Linked DNA regions of Capsicum annuum: region 1 is linked to region 2. The links are chromatin contacts, called in public Hi-C maps. All regions are on one chromosome and are shown on one strand. Each heading gives the region's core, a stretch centred on a gene start, on an enhancer-like site or on the middle of the called end of the contact. The rest is flanking DNA. Distances are from core to core; before and after follow the strand shown.

The links. A called contact is a pair of places that touch in the nucleus more often than the background predicts.
Region 1: a contact with region 2 is called in a Hi-C map of leaf, with 1.9 times the contacts expected there. The contact joins the enhancer-like site here to the promoter of LOC107860220 in region 2. A contact is called at or near these places in 2 of 5 Hi-C or Micro-C datasets (bud and leaf).

What each region holds. Positions count from the first base shown.
Region 1 is chr2:144,771,928-144,775,145 of UCD10Xv1.1, reverse strand. LOC124896083 (a long non-coding RNA gene) reads left to right here. Exons shown (of 2, transcript XR_007052511.1): 2 at 1-751. Among protein-coding and RNA genes, the nearest start is that of LOC124896083, 5.0 kb to the left of the region's middle. Within about 2 kb of position 1,850, at least 2 of the 5 cell types and tissues checked have an H3K27ac peak or open chromatin away from gene starts, as enhancers often do. A contact at or near this core is called in leaf, where this site is marked.
Region 2 is chr2:144,724,744-144,727,612 of UCD10Xv1.1, reverse strand. It overlaps LOC107860220, which reads left to right and starts at 1,372. Exons shown (of 2, transcript XM_016705495.2): 1 at 1,372-2,869. The coding sequence starts at 1,614.

The sequences.
Region 1 (3,218 bases), core at 601-3,100, 47 kb before region 2:
AACTAGAGATTCTGGAACAAAATTGTTATTGCAAGATGTAGACAATAAAGCGGACAAATGGGTGAGATGGGTTCATACATGCTATATAAAAGACAGACTTTTCAATGAGGTTCCTAAGGCATCTTGGATGATCAAACAAATCATATCTGCTAGAGACATTGTTGCTTTAGTTTGTCAGGTTTCAACTTTCTCTCATAACCTCATCAAACATTTCTACCATGCTCTCCTTCCTGTTGAACCATCTACGCCTTGGAAATGCTTGATGTTTGAGTATGATGCACGATCAAGGCAAAATTTACTATGTGGCTTCATTTTCATGGGATATTACTAACTATGGACAGACTTCTTAAATGGAGTCTCAAAATTTCTCCTACTTATGTTCTATGTCTAATGCAAGATGAAACTAAGGATCATCTTTTCCTTTCTTGCCCTTTTGCAAGACCCTCTGGACTCGGGTGCTTCGCTAGATACATAAAGATGCAATCACTATAAGTACATGGGAGGACTATACAACGTGGGTCGTAAAGAATGCTAAAGGAAAATCTCAAGAAGCAAGAATATAATCTTCAAACTTGTCTTTGTTAAATGTGTACACTCTCTCTGGATTGAAAGAAACCGAAGAATATTTGAGGAAAAACAGAGGACATGTGACAGCCTTGCAAAAGAATTAGCCCACACCTACATTACTAGAGATAAACCAACAATCAGTACTCTTCTGCATAATTTTCATTTTTGGCTAGCTTGACTATTGCCTCGAGTGGTCCTTTGTTTTCTTCTAATTGGTTGATTAGGATCCTTGTCTTTCCTTTTTCTTTGAGTATAGCCAGCTGAGTTTGTAAGTTATGTTTTGATCTATAATTATTACTTTGGTGATTGATAAAATCATGTTAGTTACCAAAAAAATGTGATGATATGTATGGAAAAGACAATAGATATGTGTGGCAATCTAATTGCACCAAAAAATCTGTGAAGAATATCAAAATATAAGATTTTCTCTTATATATAGTTACTAGTTTAATAAGGTCGTGCTAAGTCCGGACCCAAACTCAAGTAAATTAATATTTTATATAATAATATGATTAAATATATAAAATAATTATAACTCACAAAGATCATAAATTGAAAAACATTAATATTTTTATGAGTTTATAAACATATATTATATAACTATAAATAGATATGTATTTCCTTAGATATTTATGAAGTCTTAATTTTATTCATAATTTCACGTGGCAAGAAGTTAATTTAGTCAATATGATAATTTATGCTTGTTTTAATTTAATTAAAGAAAAAAATTAAATTCATCAAAATAAACCTCGAAAATCTATTAGTTCTTTATATTTAGTTTATGCCTAAGAATTTAACTCTCAATAATCAAAAAAGTTTTTTTAAAAAAATAATTTGAACTTAATTGATACCACAATCTTCATTTTTAACTTTATCAATAATTTTAACTTTCAGTATTTAAAATATTTTATTGATAACTTCAAAAGCAAGATACAATTGTCCATAAAATTTTTTTATTCAATTCATAAAAAATAATTAGCAAATATTGAGAATTATACTCAGCTTATCATAAATAAATATAACCTTATATAATTAATAAATCTAAATAATTGTATCACGTCCAAAACATGTACGCCTGATTAGCTTGAAAGAAAAAAATGGAAAAGGTAGTGTTCAAGTTCAATTGGTGCAATGAAAAAGAAAGTGGGTCTGTGGTCCGTTTAACAATTATTTTGTAAATGGTACATTAGCATTATTTTATTATTATTAACCTTTATTGACAAAGTTGACTTTCACCAATATTTACAGTAATTTTGTTTTTTCTTGTGTGTGAAATTGGCATGAAAATCATGTTTCGGTGAATTGAAAGTGGCGCACGCCACTGTTGGTTACTTTCAAATAGAAGTTTTCCTATGGAATGTTACCACTTTTGATACTTTGGTTTAATCTTATGTGCAATATTTAATTATTTAAAATTGAATAATTTTATTTATTTTTAATTTTTTTAAAATTAAAATTTACTATTTTAAAATTCTTAAAGTATTTTAAAAAATATTAATTATCATTAATTTTGATGACTTCTAATAAGAAGAGATTTTACTATAAATTTATTTAATTAATTGTTAAATCTTAAATATTAGAAAAAATAGTGAAAAATAATTTTATTTAAAACAAAAATTCAAACAATATTTCTAAGACCCTTCACACTTTTAATATATTATAGATTATAGATATAAATTAAGTTATTGGCCTAGGTTTTTAGAGCAAGAATTTATAAAATGGATGTTATTAGATTCGTATTTTATGGAAATTATGTATTTGAAACAGATTTTGACAGTTCGAAGACTCTACGAAAAGGCAAGCTTATAAATTGATGCTTGGGTGGTAATTTGAGGCAAGTTGAGACTTTCTCTAGGCTCTTTTTCAAAGTGCTTATTTGTTAGTTATGTTTAATGGAAGTAATGAAAATTGGGGGTCCCGTATAAGTGATTGTGACAAGCATCATGCGGGTACCCGTATTATTTGAGGAGATAAAATAAGTTAATTGTATGTTTTGAACTGTTTTTCCCTATTTGCTAGCCCGGTGGACTGATTTGCTATGGTAAATGAATTTGTTGAAAAAGCTAGCTAATAAAAATACTCTCACTTGATAAGTTGAGTTGATTTTGGAATTGATGTTTATTCGACATAAGACTTAAAATTCTATGATTAACATCATTGTTGCTTTGGGATCGGAGTTGCACGCATACACGTCATGCAAGGATTGGAGTGCACTCCTGCACAATATATTTATTGAGATCGGAGTGCACGCCTACACAATATATTTATTGAGATCGAAGTGCACGCTTGCATAGTACATGGATCTTGTGAGTCCCCCATGGGTTCTGACCTTGAAGCAATTGTTCGGTAGATATGTACACATCATATGCATTGCATCACACTGCATTGATTCATTTTGGTTCAGATTGGTTAAGGTGTATTTATTGACCTTGTACTTATTGTATATGTGTTACTTGTTTCATTGTATTGAGGACTTCTTGGACTATGTTATGATATCGTTATGTCTGTTAGACTTGATTATTCAGATAGAATATGGTGGCTTTCCTGAGTGCAGGTTGTATGATTATTTTTAGATGGTTAACGTGGTGTTTCTTGTCACCACTTTGAATTAGGATTGGTCGACGATGCTGGCTTAGTACACGTGGTTCCCT
Region 2 (2,869 bases), core at 123-2,622:
ACAAGAGAGAGTTTCAAAGTTCTAAATCATTTGTGGGATAGTAGAAGTTGGACTTCCAATCCATTTCCTCTTTTTTTGGTTTCTAACTGTTCACCTGTTACTTGTTATTAGTATGACTGGAATTTCTTTCCAACTTATTCCACCCTACTAGACATATAAAAGGACTTAAAGAAGCAAAGAAAAGTAAAGTTAGCAATGTAAAAATAATGTCTTAAAAATTAGAACAGAAAGATCTTTTCTAAAAAATACATTACCTAGTAAGGAAGAAACATGTACGAGGGTCAAACTAACTAATGTTTGATGTGAATCCTATTCAATTAATAGTGATTGACAGATTATTATTGATTTAAAATATTTAAACAGTACTTGAGAAAATTATAAGAAAAGAGTATTACTGCTATTCAACTATCCAACAACAAACCCAGTGTATTCAACTATCCAACGAGTAGTAATTAAGATAAGTATTAATAAATTAGAAGGGAGGCAATGCTTAATTAATACAGACGTAAAGACACATGTTGAAACCTGAACTAAGCATGTTAGTATTATTATATCCCACCCAGATTTGTTATGATTATTTTTGGCATCAAAAGCAATGCCCCTTCAGTTGAACTGAGTTCAACTCAAAAAGATACTTTAATTCAACTCATTTCATAGGTTAGCCGCATTTTCTTGAGACCAACCCCATTTGTACTTGTGTTTCATTAAATAAACTAAACTACTGCTTTCTTTGCTTTTCAAGTTAAATCTGGACACCACGAGGCTGCTACATTTTGTGGTTATAAAAAAAAAAGGTAATGCCTTGGAGCCTCTGCTAGGGCTTTATATGCTTAATATCATAACCCTGCTATCATAAATTCTACCACTCATGCTTTGCTGACCTATTGCCCAGTGAAAAAAAGAAGAATAATTGACAGAGCATACCGTCAAATTAATGATTCCGAATCTAAGATGTCTCACTAGTACTCCAGAAGAAGGAATTGAAGAACGGAAATGAAATAAAGAGTTTGCAAGTCTGGTTTCGAGTCATGAATAGTACATGGATCTTCTAAGTAAAATGTGTTCCAAACTATGGGGCTAGTTTGTGCTAAAATTTAATTGAACTTTTCGAACTCAATGAATTGTGATTCCATTTGTAACGGTGAGGTAAGAGCGCATCGGAGTTTGAAGAAAAACCAAACGTGAGGTTTCAATCCCAGCCTTCTCCAGTTCTCCTTCCCAATCAACTATATTGACCGTGATGGGAGAGTTCATTAACAAAAAAGAAAAAGTTGGTCATTCATACTCAATACATTTTTCGTTGCTTCCATGGTCGTGCCTATAGGTACTTTTAGTGGGGATCTCTCTTATAGGTACTTTTATCCAATGGTACAATCGTTCCATTTTATTCCTTCATCCCCTATTTTTGTCTATCTACAACTCGAACTTCTGGTCAGAGTTGGACCAACTGGACTCATGATTTAGCCCACACGTTTGTCAAAGTACTTCCTTTTTCTTTCTCTGGGTGTGGGGGTTGTGGGGTGGGGGATGGGGTTTACAACTTGATATTTAGTAAGATGGACCAATATGAATAACGACAAAACACTTTGCTGACTAAGAGTTAACTTCTGAAAATGAACCCCTACCTGCCACCCCAGGCCAGTCCCCTAAAACTAATAGTACCTCTACAACCTGCCATAGAAATTCCATCAAGAACATTCTCTGACTACTTAGAGAGCTCCAAGAAAACAGCCAACAGAAACTCTGCCGTGCATTTCATCAACATGAAATGCACCAGTACTGGTCGTAGTTGCTTGTTGTGCAGTACCATGGAAGATAAAGATCCATCACTACGAAAAATATTAATAGCTCAACGCTTCAAAGATTTGCATCTCATAGAAGATATGGAACTTGTTCCCACCTTAAGATGCCTTTGGAATATTGCTCTGGCTCAACCTGATGATCCTGAATTCCCGTCCCTCGGTGTCTTTAATTGCATGGCTAAACTTCTCAGCAGGTGCACCCGTGACCAAAAATGGCTTTCAAGAGGCAAAAACGTGTATGTTCCTTATTATGCAGCTCACGTTATTGGCTCCTACACCATGAACAAAGCTAGATTCTCTGTTTTGGCTGTTAAATCAGGCGTGATTTCGCCACTAATAGAGTTATTAAGAGGTAAGATAACTTGGGTCGAGCAAAGAGTGGCGGTTAGAGCACTTGGCCACATTGCGCGACATAGAAGGACATTTGAAGACATTAAGGTCCATGAACTGGAGATTATAAAACTGACCATGGACATAGCTTCCAAATGCATTTATACAATCTGTAGTGAGTTTGTGGGCAAGAAAAGTGAAGACAGAGTCGAATATCATTGCTATTTGATGACAAAAGGACTCGGAGAATTGGAAATGGGGAATAAAAAAGCAGAGTCTTGGGCTTGCCAAATGCAATGTTGGTCTCTCTACCTTCTCAATTGCTTCGTTAGAAAGAAACGAAGCATAAACTTGATATGCAAAGAAGAATTTCTCAAGAATTTGTGTGATATATGGGGTGGATTACAGAACCAAACTTCTTTCTCCGGCATTGGCCTAATCAGAAGTCTCTGTGACAGTGAAGATGGCCGAAAAAACATAGCTCAATTCAAAGAAGTTGTAGTCAATATCTGCAACTTATCGAGGTCATCAGACGAAAGGCAATACGTGGCAATTGAAAGTCTTTTGTCACTTCTCAAGGATCCAAAAACAAGGAACACAGTGACAAATATTGCTGCTCCTTTTCTTGCTGATTTAGTAGAGCTTAGAACTATCAAAGGAAGACGAAAAGTGGGTGACATGATAACACAAGTACTCTTGCAAGATTATGCTAAAATCAAATATGGTTTTCCGAGGTT